Linked DNA regions of Mus musculus: regions 1, 2 and 3 are each linked to region 4. The links are chromatin contacts, called in public promoter capture Hi-C maps. All regions are on one chromosome and are shown on one strand. The core of a region is the stretch at or near the end of the contact, and the rest is flanking DNA. Distances in the headings are between cores, read along the strand shown.

What was found. Promoter capture Hi-C pulls out the DNA fragments that hold promoters and counts their contacts.
Region 1: a promoter capture Hi-C map of second pharyngeal arch cranial neural crest shows a contact between it and region 4, with 2.9 times the contacts expected there. The contact joins the enhancer-like site here to the promoter of Taf2 in region 4. A contact is called at or near these places in 9 of 39 promoter capture datasets (the 3T3-L1 cell line, cranial neural crest, frontonasal cranial neural crest and 4 more), 1 of 15 datasets of contacts at CTCF or cohesin (the NIH/3T3 cell line), 6 of 484 Hi-C or Micro-C datasets (the AML12 cell line, embryonic stem cells, nephron progenitors and 2 more) and 1 of 115 datasets of contacts at active chromatin or transcription factors (bone marrow-derived dendritic cells).
Region 2: a promoter capture Hi-C map of liver shows a contact between it and region 4, with 2.6 times the contacts expected there. The contact joins the promoter of Mal2 here to the promoter of Taf2 in region 4. A contact is called at or near these places in 2 of 39 promoter capture datasets (both in liver).
Region 3: a contact with region 4 is called in a promoter capture Hi-C map of the SN4741 cell line, with 2.5 times the contacts expected there. The contact joins the promoter of Ccn3 here to the promoter of Taf2 in region 4. A contact is called at or near these places in 3 of 39 promoter capture datasets (the SN4741 cell line, cranial neural crest and embryonic stem cells) and 1 of 484 Hi-C or Micro-C datasets (embryonic stem cells).

Annotation. Positions count from the first base shown.
Region 1 is chr15:54,794,342-54,797,806 of GRCm38.p6, forward strand. No RefSeq gene overlaps it. Among named protein-coding and RNA genes, the nearest start is that of Ccn3, 50 kb to the left of the region's middle. Within about 2 kb of position 1,865, at least 5 of the 459 cell types and tissues checked have an H3K27ac peak or open chromatin away from gene starts, as enhancers often do. A contact at or near this core is called in second pharyngeal arch cranial neural crest, where this site is marked.
Region 2 is chr15:54,569,991-54,573,472 of GRCm38.p6, forward strand. Mal2 (mal, T cell differentiation protein 2) reads left to right here and starts at 1,376. Exons shown (of 4, transcript NM_178920.4): 1 at 1,376-1,647. The coding sequence starts at 1,519.
Region 3 is chr15:54,744,010-54,747,426 of GRCm38.p6, forward strand. Ccn3 (cellular communication network factor 3) reads left to right here and starts at 1,901. Exons shown (of 5, transcript NM_010930.5): 1 at 1,901-2,028; 2 at 2,163-2,388. The coding sequence starts at 1,963.
Region 4 is chr15:55,070,512-55,074,038 of GRCm38.p6, forward strand. It overlaps Taf2 (TATA-box binding protein associated factor 2), which reads right to left and starts at 1,641. Exons shown (of 26, transcript NM_001081288.1): 1 at 1,336-1,641; 2 at 882-936. The coding sequence starts at 1,418.

The DNA.
Region 1 (3,465 bases), core at 615-3,114, 280 kb before region 4:
TCTCTCTCTCTCTCTCTCTCTCTCTCTCTCTCTCTCTCTCTCTCTCTCTCCATATGTTCTTATACCTCTGTCACCTCTTTACAGCTCTTTAATATATAGAGTAGGGGCATGGTTCCTCTATCTTTTTCTTTTGTTTAACTTTTTATTATCCCTCGTCCACATTCTTCACAGAGGAGAGACTAAAATGATGCTATTTAATTCTTCCACACACTTCCATTTTTTCCCATTTTTCTAGTTACATCTAACAACTTTTTCTAGCTATACTTTTACATAAAAGTAACAAAATTTATCAACCTACTGACAAGAACAGAAATTCTGAGGTAGGGAAGGGATGAAATTGCTGGACACATACAGCATTCTCTCTCACTTGGAGAAGTGAAAGTTCCTGAACCACTACATGTGCCAAACACAAGGACTGTCTAAACTTTAATTATGTGCAGTCTGGGAAATGACTGTGTCCCTAAGTTCTCATCTTTGCAGCTCTCTATTTTCTGCTCAGTATAACCCTTGGCTCTCAATCTCTTCCTGTTTTCCTCATAGTTTAATTTCTCCTGACTTTGCTCGTCTCCTAACCTCACTACTCCCTTGCAGTCCGAGAACCCCTATTTCTTCAAGGTTTACTTGTCTTTCTTGCAAAGGCTAACAAGGAAGTGGCTCCAGATTACAATATTTTTAAAACTGTGGTTAAAAACATGTAACATCTAATCTCTCGTTTAAAATGTATAAATGTGCAGTGTAATGTTGTTAGCTAGCATCGCAATTTTGTGTGGCACCCCTCTGGAGCGTTTTCACCATGCATTGCTGCAGTTAGCAATTCCTCTCGCCTCCTCCCTTCAGTCTCTGGCACTCATCGTTCTATTTTCTGTTTCAACAAGTATCTAATTGTATGTACTTCATATGAGTGGAGACAACCTAAACATCTACTGATGAATAAATGTATAAATAAAATGTGATTCTGCATACAGCAGGCTAATAGTTACCCATAAACAGAAGTCGACTACATTCCACAAAATGAATGCTGAGGTCTACAGTCTGACTATGTCCCCCAAAGTTCACAAGCTGATGCTTACTGGTGGTGGTGTGATAACACTCAGGGGTGGATTTTTTGAAGAAAATTAAATCCAAAAGGCCAAAAGCTCAGAGATTCAGAAACGGGGCTTTGATTGAAGGATATGAAGGATACGGTCACTCTCTTCTACTTGTCTGGCATATTAGATCACAGCGTTTGTCTTCTTTCTTGCTTTCACCACATGAGGATAGAGCAAGAGTTGCCACCCTATAGGTAGAATGCAGCTCTTCCACTATGAATCTACAACTTCTTTTAATTTTGATTCCCTAGCCTCCAAACTCTGAAAAAATAATTTTTGTTCTTTATAGTTTATCCAGGCTAAGTTATTTTGTTATAGCAACACAAACTAAGTCTTTACACTAAGTCAAAGAATTAGGTTTCATTCATAGAACAGCCAGGCTTCCCTGAATGTGAAAATATCCATTAAAGGTCCTATTCATCACTGAATATTTGTGATATGGAAGATACTTGGAACTTTTGAACACATACCTGACAGATTGATAAAACTGTCCCTACTGAAGTGCCTACCATCAGACTCCATATACATATAGCCTACCACCAGACTCCAATGTGTGTGTGTGTGTGTGTGTGTGTGTGTGTGTTGCCTGAATGCTGACAATCTTTGTATAACTCTTATCTCCCTCCCATTACTGTGATAAAACACTCAGACAAAGGCAAGTTAAGAGAGAATGTGTTCATCTTAGTTCAAGGAACAGCCAACACAGTGGAGAAGTCAAGGCAGCAGAGCTTGAAGAAGCTGATCATACCACATCTGCTGTAAGGAAGCAGAGAGGGATAAATACATGTATGTATTTACTGTGTTCAGCTCAATTTCCCATTTCATACATTACAAAAGTCCCTGCCCAGGAAATGGTCCTGACCTCAATTAAAATGAATCATCCCATATCAATTAACACAATCAAAATAATCCCTTGCAGACATTCTGGAAGGCTAACTTTGATCTAGGTAACCCCTCACAGGTGTGCCTTGAGACCCATCTCACCGGTAATTCTAGATGCTTGCCAGTTAATGATTAATGCCAACCATCACACCCTCCATAAGGGATTCCTTATTGACTGTCCACAACAACTACTCTAAATCTTTCCCACATGCCACGCTCCCGTGACCGCTTCCTCCACCATCTGCACTCTGCTTTTAGTCAGCTTGTTCTCTCCTTTGAAGCTATCTGTTGAGAACAACCTTGCATGTAATTATTCAAGATTATGCCTCCCAGTCCCCAGCTACTCTCCAGAGTTTTGTGCTGACAAAAGAAACAAAACAAAACAAAACAAAAAACCCAAAAACTTTTCCAGTCATACTGTCATGATTAAGTGCACACTTTTCCTACTAAATGTTTGGAGCATATTCAAACCACATGGAACGGATTTTAAAACCCAGTGTTTTATCACAGAAGTCTTTATTTCCCTCTGAGTTTACCAGCCTTCAAAACATGCTTTATAAGAAACTGGGGCGGGGGGGGGGGGGGTGAAGGAAAGATCAATGAACTACGTATACCTGTGTCAGTCTGCAGATATTTGCTTCTAAAAGACTATCAATTTCAATGTCGATCTACAGGATGAATAAATTCAATTGACTTTTTAAAAAAATATTTAATTTTAATTCATTTTAAGTTCCTGTACAAAATGTGAAATACAAAGTCTATTCTCTCTCATACCTTCTGCCCTTTCTTTCCTCTCCCTCTTATTATTAGTATCATTAGTAGCCTCTGCACACCCACACAGATCTTCTATTTGATCCATATATGCATACACTATTTTATTCATCTACCTAAAACTCTAGAAAGCACGAATAAGAAAAAAAAAACACTATACCTGTCTTTCTGACACTGTCCTAGTTCATTTGGTATGATGACATCCAGTTACATCCATCATTCCACAAATGCCATGATGTCATTATTATTCCTTTTGACAGAGGAGGCTTCTCTGAGTTTCAGGAGTGGCCTCACGAAGTGCTAAGCTTCACAAAGATAAGTAGCATCCAGGATCCCAAGGAAAGATGTGAGTCTCCAACATCAGAAAATCAGTTTATTTCCTGGACCCAGTACCCAGAGTCTTCACTTTCTTATTGGTGTTTGTTGGGGAAAGTGAAGATCAATTTAAGAAGCACATGTGCAATTGTTTGGTGCCTTTACTGTCTTAATCCAAGAGAATATGCACTCTATTTGTGCTAGAATCTTTGTGGTGTAGTTATACAAAACATCTTGAAAGAAATAAAATGACCTATAAATGCTACGTTGTTTCATTGAATTATTCTTGTTAATATGTATTTTAAGCTATTTTCTTTCTAGATGCCATTCTTTAAATGATGTCACCATGCTAATATTGACCTTTGTAAGTCATTCTACAACATAGCCTTGATTTTCTATAAAGCTAATA
Region 2 (3,482 bases), core at 126-2,625, 500 kb before region 4:
AATCAGGATCTGGACACAGAAAAGTTCATCGATTGAACAAAGCAATACAGAGAAGTTGAGGTTTCCTACTAGATAGCCAGCACACACGAACTGCCAGAAACTGGTGACTAACAGGTGGTGGTGTCAGGAAGCCCAAACAAGGTTTCATCCACACCCTCCTTTGTGGCTTTTACTGTAGTGCCACCACCACACCTAAGAGTTTCGATTATTAAAATAATGAAGACATAGGGTAAAACCTGCTGACAACCCATGCAGGGAACAACTCACAGTTCAAGAGCTAAACTTAATAGATCAGAACAAGACTCAATTTGTAGAATGTCCGATACTCGAATAGGTTTGTGTGTCCGTGTACATGTGTGCACGCATGCATATGTGTATAGTAGACACACATTTACATATCCACATACTTGATTGCTGTTCTTGTTGCTTGACAGGTTCTTTCTAGGTATCCCAAGCTATTCTATTACCAGCTTTGCAGTCTATGCTGACTTCAAACTCAGGGCAATCCACACTCTGTGAAGTACTATGATTCCGGGCGTGTATCCCCATGCCTGGGTCAGGTTTTACCAACGTGGTCTACATATGTGCTGATCTGTGGAACTTATCTTTAGATGATCTCTGAGAAATGTCCCTTTGTTCATTCCACTTTCAGAACATTGACAGCAAAACCAATAAAATGGGAATGCAAGGGGGGGAAACTGGGGCTTGGGATTCATATGTAGTAGTGTCCTGTTCTGTTTTAATAATTGTTAAGTCTTTAAAAGCAGTAGCAAAGAATACCTTTCTGAAAATGGAATAAAAAGTGTCTGTGTGGAAACGTAATGAAGCTAACATTTTGTGTATGATTATTGACGTCAAAACTGGAAAAAATAGCTACCATCCTATAAGCTACATCGCTTCCTGTACACCTAACTCTTCTGCCCATCATTGGTGGACATCCTCGTACGGATTTCTGAGACCAGAACAGAAATGACTCAAGGCCTTCCTCCAGGGTCCCACTGCCAACGACTCCAATGTGCTACATGACCCTGAAAATCCCCCTAGAATCGCCTTTAAAACAGGCATCCCATTTTCCAGGTGTGCCTGGCAACTTGGTGTTTTCCTTCTGAGTCACAGCCTCTGTCTTCCTACCCAACTGGGGAAAGTGGGTGAGGACCAGCGGGGAGACTTGAGTGGGATGGGCAGGTGGGAACCAGCAGACAGTTAGTGCAGGAGCAGCAAGTGATCTGAAGATCCAGGAGGGCTGCAGAGCTGGCGCTGAGGCTGGGGCGCACCACACCTGTGCTGGTGACCCTGACTGTCGCTAGGGCGGAGGCGCGCTCACCTGTGCCCACGTGACGGGGCGGGCCTCTGTCGGCAGAGGGCCCGTGGCCACACCCTTTCCGCGAGCAGCACGCCTGAACCCCACGGATCGGATCGGCGGCGGCGGCGGCGGCGGCGGCCAAGCCCGGGAGGCGGCGGCGGGACGCGGGAGGCGGTGGCGGCGGTGGCGGTGCGCGGAGACGTAGCAGCGGCAGCATGTCGGCCGGCGGAGCAGTCCCGCCGCCCCCGAACCCTGCCGTGTCCTTCCCGGCGCCCCGGGTCACCCTGCCCGCTGGCCCCGACATCCTAAGGACGTACTCCGGAGCTTTCGTCTGTCTGGAGATTGTAAGTGGGGCAGCTTAGGTGAAGATCGAGTCCCGGGAGCATGGACAGGCAGCATCCTTGCCCCCAGCCCGGGGTTGGTCCCTCTGAATACCCCTCCCTCAGCCTTCATCCTCTAGAAGTGGCCTTTTACTGGAGTCAGTCTCGGGGTCCTCTCCACTTAGGACCCGGGCCTCTTGCCTGGCACCTGTTACGCGGACACCTGCTCGCCGGCCTGGAATGGAAATGTGCCCTAGAGACCGATCAGGCTAGGGGCCCATGATTAGGGACTTGGGCAGGAGCCCTCTCCTGTTGGATCTCGGGGACTCTGGGCTTTGGATAGGAGCTGCGTTTGACTAGAGGAGGAACCAGCGTTCTCGGCCTTTCCCGTTGCCAACCTGCCATTTTGTTGGGTGGTGCAAAGGTGAACTGATGACTGGGTGGCCAGGAAGCTGTTAGGATGTGGAAAGCCTGGACGGGAGGCGCCAGGGAAAGGAAGAGGAGGCTGAAGCCTGGGTATGGTTTTCACCAGACTCACCCTTGCCATAGCCAGTGCCCTTTGGATTGAGAAAGAACAGGGCAGGGAGAAAGGTGAGGTTGTAGGTGCAGCAGGCAGTGTGTAATCAAGTGGGTGTGAAAATGGAGGGGCAAAGTGGAAGTGGGGCAGTCAGCCTCAGCTCTTGCCTTTGCACCTCCTGTCCTTTTCTAAGTTTACCTGAGAATTCCAAACCACCTCAGAACACTTTGCTCCGCCCAAAGTCAAGTTGATGCCACAAGCCTGCCCTGCCACCTTGTTGAACTAGACACTTGAACTTAGCGAAAGGAATGCTGTGGAGTTGGGAGTTTTTGAAGCTCCTTGTGGACAAGGGGGAAATGTGCAAATAGAAATTGGGCAACTGGGGTTGCGTCATGCTGGGAGAATGTCAAATAGAAAGACATGTCAGCAAAGCGGTGTCATTCCTGTCGGCTGGTTCTGTTTGCTCTGTTTAGGGTTTTCATGTCAACCCTCATCCACTCCTGCGAGTTTGCATAACCTGGATCTAGGTCACTCGGGGTTCCCTTTTGTGCTGCTGAGCTGAAAACCTTGTGGGCATTGGTTTTCTGCCCCATTATGCTTAGGTAGCCAAGCCACCTTGGGTTTAGCTCAGATTTGAATCTGAAAGAAGAGACCCAAGTGAATGAGTCACAGGCAGTGGCACCTGAGATCAGATAGTGAGTGTGACACTAGAAGACCCTGGCATGGGTTCGGATTTGAGCCCAATTCAGCATCGTAGGAATGACTAAGGTGGGTGGCAGGCATCCATGTGAGAGGAACAGGGAGGAGATGGCGTTGGACCAGACTCCTGACTGTGGAGGGGACACAGCTTTTAAAACAGGAAGCGTTGCAGAGAAAGAGTTCCCAGATTCTGGGCTCCTTTCCTGCCGTGTTCCTCAAGTTCCACGTGCTTGCTTCCTCTTTCACGAGTTCTTCCCACGGCTTTAGTTACGTCCTACTTATCCTGAAATTTACAGAGGATCTGGAGACATAGAGGCACAGCTTAAACTTTGGTAGAAGTTAGGCTCAATCCTCAGGAGTAATGTACAGTTAATCTCCAATTTGATAGGTTGGTTCCTCATAGTTATTCAAATATATAGGTAAAACATACACACAGAAGTCTTTCATATGTATGTATGTATGTATGTGTGTGTGTGTGTGTGTGTGTGTGTGTGTGTGTGTGGTGCACGGAAGTCTTACTAAATCAAGTGATACTCAGGATCCACCTGTGGATGTGCCACACTTCATGGGACACTAGTACTAAAGGTTAACAAAGCAAAGAGGTGACTTATTGAGCCCCTCCCAACTTCATATCTCCTTTTCC
Region 3 (3,417 bases), core at 651-3,150, 330 kb before region 4:
AGCTTCCATTTAATCAGGCACTAAAATTCAACATCCCAAGAGCCACCCTGGAGAGGGTCAAGAATCAGCGATTTTGGGAGACGTGCGCTCTCATTGTCTCGGATGTGCAGCTGGATGGAAGCATGGCAGAGCCAGGTGATACATGAGCCCCACTAACCTGATGGACGCCTCCAATCAGATGTGCAAATTAGCTCCCCTACCTCTGCCTAAACTTTGCATGCTTCTCATCCAGAGTGTGCCAAACAAAAGCAGAATTGTCACCATTGTGGGAATGCATCTGAGCAGTTCTGAGCTCTAAAAGAATAGCCATAAAGGAGGTAGAAGTGACTGTGCCATCTTGGAGTATTAGAGGGACAGCCCGGGCTCCCTATGCACTCTGCCATTGGTTTCCCTCCTGCTGAAGGTCAGTAATGCAAGGGCAATTTGTTTCTTTGTAAAGTCTAGAGCTATACAAGCCTGTATAATCTTGCTCACCAAGTGTTTTGTTTGTTTGGTTGGTTGGTTGGTTGGTTGGTTGGTTGGTTGATTTGGTTTGGTTTGGTGATTTGAAGTAGCTATCCTCAAGAGGGCTGCGTGCGCATAGTCCCTCCCCACCAAGGGGCATAATACTGAAGTCAAGGCGAAAACATGTTTTAAATCTGTTGGTCACTTTTTTGGTTTTGTTTTGTTTTGTTTTGTTTTGTTTTGTTTTTTTAAGACAGGGTTTCTCTGTATAGCCCTGGCTGTCCTGGAACTCACTTTGTAGACCAGGCTAGCCTCGAACTCAGAAATCCATGTGTCTCTGCCTCCCAAGTGCTGTGATTAAAGGTGTGCGCCACTGCCTGCTGGTCATTTTTGAAGGGGTCAAACTTGCTCTCTATTTCTTCTGACAGAAGGGAAGCATACCTCAGCACATCACCTTTTTCTTTTGCAAATGAATGCCAGCTGGAGAGTCAAGTCAAGCAGGAAGCATCCTCTCTCAGGCTCCTGCTCCATTCATGGGGCACTGAGTGCAAGCCAGTGAGGCAGTTAGAAGCAGTTTTACATCTGATGTCATATGGCAGATGCTTCAAGACTTTTCCTCTACTAGAAAACGTCTCCCTGCTCCCGTTTTTATTTGTGTTCCATTGTTTCATGTTTATTTCTACTGAGCATGTAGAACTTGGGTTTTAAGACTTTGCAAATCTTGGCGTGATTACAATCAGAAGAATTTGGCCATTTGGCCAATAGCAGCCCCCAACTCTGATGAAGTGACTCTTTTCTGTTATTTCATTTCCCTCGTGTGTGTGTGTGTGTGTGTGTGTGTGTGTGTGTGTGTCGTGTCGTGTCCTTTCCTCCTACCCACCCCCTCAAAATATTTCAAAGAGTCCCCCAATAAAGGGTGACAAACTTGCATGTGCTTCCCTTATGACTAAACTTCTGGGCCTCTGGCCAATCCCTGCCCAGCTCATATGGCTCCAAACTTTAAGCATCCCGATCAAGAGCTCCACATTTGTAGCTCTGGTTGGAACTGTGAGGGCGGAGGGTGCTAGGAAGTAGCGGTGTCAGGGGGAAGGTGAAGCAACCACCCAGAGGAAGAGGGTGTTTCCTTCTCACGAGCTGTAGCTGGCTCGGGGTCTTGGCCTCCGGGCTCCACCCAGTCCCTCCCTGTGCTCAGGGAAAAGCCAGTCCACTCACTCACACACACACACACACACACACACACACACACACACACACACACACACAGAGGCATACTCAGGCCGGGCGCCACGCCCTAAGGAGAGCTGCCTTGGGGCCCATCACCAAGGCAACCGCGGAGCTCCTTCTATTTCCCCACCCAGCTGATTCCCCCCACCCCACCCCCTCCTCCCAGTGCAGCCAACCGGTTTTGCGTCCCTGGAGCGCACTATAAAACCTGCACGGGTGGCGCTCGCCGCTCAGCCAGACCTGGGTGAAGGGGCAGTCCCATCTCCAGCCTGTAACAGCCCTAGCAGGCAGAACATGAGCCTCTTCCTGCGAAAGCGATGCCTCTGCCTAGGCTTCCTGCTCTTCCATCTCTTAAGTCAAGTAAGTGGCGCACGCTTAAGATGCCCCCGATTACTTGGACCTCCTGGACTGCCTCTGGTCCGTCCCGGGCTCACCCTGCCTTGGTTCGCCCCTGATAACCTGAGTTCGTTTTCTTGTCTCGTCGATCTTCCTAGGTCTCTGCATCTCTGCGCTGCCCTTCTCGGTGCCCACCCAAGTGCCCCAGTATATCACCGACCTGCGCCCCCGGGGTGCGCTCGGTGCTGGACGGCTGCTCCTGCTGTCCGGTGTGCGCCCGCCAGCGCGGGGAGAGTTGTTCTGAGATGAGACCCTGTGACCAGAGCAGTGGTCTCTACTGTGACCGCAGCGCAGACCCCAACAACCAGACTGGCATTTGCATGGGTAATCCTACCTCCATTCCCACCCTGCTGTCCCCTTCTTGGCCTGACCTCTCCTCTGGCAGCTAGGTGAAACTTGGCCCTCTTTTTTTACTTTCCCAGAGAACTAAGCAAAAACATTTGTAGCAATAGTGCAGTACAGTAATTGACATGTGTGGAGAGCTTTCAATGTACCGGGTATCAGGCTGAGAGGAAACATGCACCGTGCAGGTAGGTCACTTGCCGCCTAGAGAAGGGATGAAAACAGAGTTAAGGGCCAGAGTTTGGCCAGCTCCAGGGGAACACTTGGGGTGATGGAAGTATGAGCTTACCCCCAGGTCTATAGTCCCCCTCTGCCTCCACCCCCCACCCGCAGCAGCCCAGAGAGTTTGCTTTCACACCTGTAATTGTCCTAATTGGAGCCAAAGCAACTCCTTCTCCTGGGAGGACTATGACACTCCAATCTGAGCTACAGTAAAATAAAATGCAGGCAACTCACCAACCGAGACTTATGGGAAGTAATCAATGGGAGATCAATTTCCCATCAGGTACTGTAATTAGGGTCATACCTACCACCCTTGGTAAGAGTCTGAAGCGCTCTCTGTCTCTCTCTCTCTCTCTGTCTCTCTCTCTGTCTCTCTCTCTCTCTGTCTCTCTCTCTGTCTCTCTCTCTCTCTCTGTCTCTCTCTGTCTCTCTCTGTCTCTCTCTCTGTCTCTCTCTGTCTCTCTCTCTCTCTCTCTGTCTCTCTCTCTCTGTCTCTCTCTCTCTGTCTCTCTCTCTCTCTCTCTCTCTCTCTCTCTCTCTCTCTCTCTCTCTCTCCCTCCCTCCCTTTCAGCTAGTGGTGACATACTGTGCTTCAATATCAAGAAAACTTAATGCCTTTCCCAATCTGACCAGTGAACCTATTTGGTTGTAAATCCTAAACTACTACAGAAGATGACTCTTTGGAGACCATCTCTTCTTTAGAGAATAGGGTCTCTGGAGCATGACTTCAGCATCTATTCTGGTCTTTGTTCTGTGTTTCTGTCTTAGAAATGAAATCATTTCGGGGTA
Region 4 (3,527 bases), core at 391-2,890:
TCACATGGTAGCTCACAACCATCTGCAATGGGCATCCGATGCTGTCTTCTGCTGTGTCTGAAGACAGTGACAGTGTACCCACATATATGAAATAAATATGGCCAGAGCAAGCAGGATGGGGGGGGGGGAAGAGCTGGGACTTAAATCTTATCTGTGTCAAGAGATTACAGTGAAGAATCAATGGGTTAATATACATATCCCTTAAGGAATGTCTTATAGCCGGGCAGTGGTAGTGCATGCTTTAATCCCAGCACTTGGGAGGCAGAGACAGGCGGATTTCTGAGTTCAAGGCCAGCCTGGTCTACAGAGTGAGTTCTAGGACAGCCAGGGCTATACAGAGAAACCCTGTCTTGAAAAACAAAAAACAAAACAACAACAACAACAAAAAAGGAATGTCTTATAGACAAGAGCAATTCAACTAACACAGTATAATTCTATCAATCACGTTGACTCTAATAATGCTAAGCTTCACTGAGAGGTATCATGAGTTTCCTATACTGCTGAAGTAAAAACTTAAATTACAAATACTCCCTAATGTTTTCACGTTCTATCCCCAAATAGCAATGTGTGACAAATATTCCAAATGACACTCCATAAATGAACAGCTGAATCTAAGACTGCTATGACTACAGGCTGTCCTGTCTAATGCACAATGTGAAGGTGTTTGACTATAAAGACTTCCTATTGCACAATATACTTAGCATATTTGAACATTTTAATCAGGAAATGGGAAAAGGTGGGGAGAACAGAGAACAGCATGTATAGCAAACTAGACTTGAATTCTTATGTCTTATTCTGGGGCACCATATAATCTGGAAGACTATAGAATCCCCCCCAAGAACTGTGAAAGGCTGACTTATGATGACCGGGAGTGATCTTACCACAACTGATTTTCGCTGGAAGTTTATGTTGTTGATACAGACGACCTGATGGGTTGTATATATAAAAAAAAAGAAAGAAACGACTATTATTATATGAAAGCATAAATCTAAGTACGAATAGGGACTATATACTGAGCCGCTCAAAAACCACACAGTAGTTTGTCTTCGAATTCTACAAAATGAGTAACCTGCTTATTTTAAATCGAGCAACAGCCATGAAAAGGTTTGTCTTGACAAAAAAATATAGCGGTACTTTAAGAAAGGTTTATGAGCCCGTGGGCGGGGAAGGAGTATGCTGAACAATTATTCAAAACCGTTTCACCCTACAAACATCATGTCCCCTGGAGTGGGCTCTAATTTCCCACTAGTTTCCCGGACTCATCAAGTCACTCACAGAATCAATGAAAACAAAATCAGAGCAGGGCGAGAAACGGAGTAGGGGAAAGGTACTTATAATTTGTACGGCCGTGGGCTTTCGAAGCCCTTGTCTCCTTTCTTCCTGTTCATCCTGGAGGACTCTAAGCCGGTGGGCGGCATGAAGAGCTCCTGCGGGGCTCGCCTTTCAGGCTGCACGGGGCGCTGCAGCGCATTCCCGGTAGCGGCCCGTGCACCCGGAGCGCCTAGCCACCCGTCCTCCGCCTCCTGTCCCCTCCCCGACCACTCTCAGCCGCCTCCGCCCGGCCCCTGTCACACAGATGAGCCGCGCTACAGGAGCTCTAAGCGGCCGCCGCCGCCTGCGGACATCTTGCCGGTCACCTCTGACCGGTGACGTCAGAGGAAGTGGCGCGGCCGCGGAGGCAGAACCCGGAAGTCTTGTCCGGGCGTGAGTGGGCGGGGTTTGCACGATAAGTTTGGGATTTCTCGTCTGGCTTTTCTCCTTTGTCTCAAAACTATTTCTAAAATTAAGAGAGCAGAGGGAAGATTTACTGGGTGAGAAAAGGAAGATGGGGAAGGAAGGAAGGGACGTTAAGTGTTAGGCGAATCGTGCTTGTGGAAGACAAGAAGGGATGGAAGGGGCGAGGGACTAGGACCTAGTAATGGTCCCGAAACCATTGCTGTCAAGAACAAACTCACCCATTTGGACCTTGTGGTTTAAACTCCAAATGTGTAATCAGACCGCAGGGAACTCTCAAGCCAGAAGTCCCATGGCCTCCGTATTTGTCTTATGAATTAACAGATTTTCTTTTTGACATTTTTGAAGCTGTGGATTTTCTATTCTTGAGGGTTAAAGATGCAAACCAATGTCCGTTAATTCCGTTAGAGTATTGTCCATTAACATTTTCCCACCTGCACAGATTTCACTCCACCTATCTTTTTTACTCCTGACAAGGTCGTTAGCTGACTTTAAATTAATTTGAACTTTTCGTCTAAACAAAACCAATTAGGAAAATAAAGCCATAACTTTATTAAACCTTCCAAAACTAGACTTCGTTTTTCCCAATGAACATTTATTTATTAAACCCACACAAAGTAAAGGCAGAGCTCATAAATGGCTTACACAATCTTTATGCAGGACCACTTCCTCAAGCGTTCTCATTTGCTGGGACCATCGTCAGACTTATAATTTTTTACAATTCCCTCAAGGTAGCAGTAGGCTTGTTCCAAGTTGCAATCTTCTCAGAAATGCAGGTGAATGAAGTGCAGTGATAATCATACCCAGTGGAAACTGTTGTTTTAAAGATAGACTGGGGGGGCTGGTGAGATACCTCAGTGGTTAAGAGCACCGACAGCTCTTCCAAAGGTCCTGAGTTCAAACCCCAGCAACCACATGGTGGCTCACAACCATCCATAACAAAATCTGATGCTCTCTTCTGGAGTGTCTGAAGACAGCTACAGTGTACTTACATATAATAAATAAATAAATAGATAGATAAATAAATAAATATTTAAAAAAAAAAAAAAGAGGGCTGGAGAGATGGCTCAGCGGTTAAGAGCACTGACTGCTCTTCCGAAGGTCCTGAGTTCAAATCCCAGCAACCACATGGTGGCTCACAACCATCTGTAATGAGATCTGATGCCCTCTTCTAGGGTGTCTGAAGACAGCTACAGTGTACTTACATATAATAATAAATAAATCTTTAAGCAGGAGTGAGCAGGGCCAAGCTGAAGTGAGAGAGGTCAACCAGAGCGAACAGAGGTCCTAAATTCAAATTCCCAGCAACCACATGACAGCTCACAACCATCAATACAGCTACAGTGTATTCATATACATAAAAAATAAATAATAAATAAACTTTAAAAAAAAAGATAGACTGGGGAAAACTTGCTTTTTTTTTTTCCACGGAGGTGCCAATCTGCTAAAAATCTTTGCTCAGGAAGCTGGAAAGTAACATAACCATCTGTGGTCTCACTGGCTTCTTCTAGAAAGGTGGATGCGACTGTCTCAACATCACTACAGGACACAAAAGTCCATATAAATATAGATACACACACGTATGGTTGACAGGCCTGTGGTCTGGTTGAATCGCTGTTGGGGTCAATCCTTAGGCCAGTGGCTCTCAATTTGTGCATCATGACCTTTTGAGGGGTCAAAAGACTCTTTTGACAGGGTCCCGTAGTAAAATGTACAGATGTGCACATCAGATAGTTAGGTTCCAATTCATAACAGCAAAGGTACAGTTATGAAGTCGCACTGAAAATAATTTT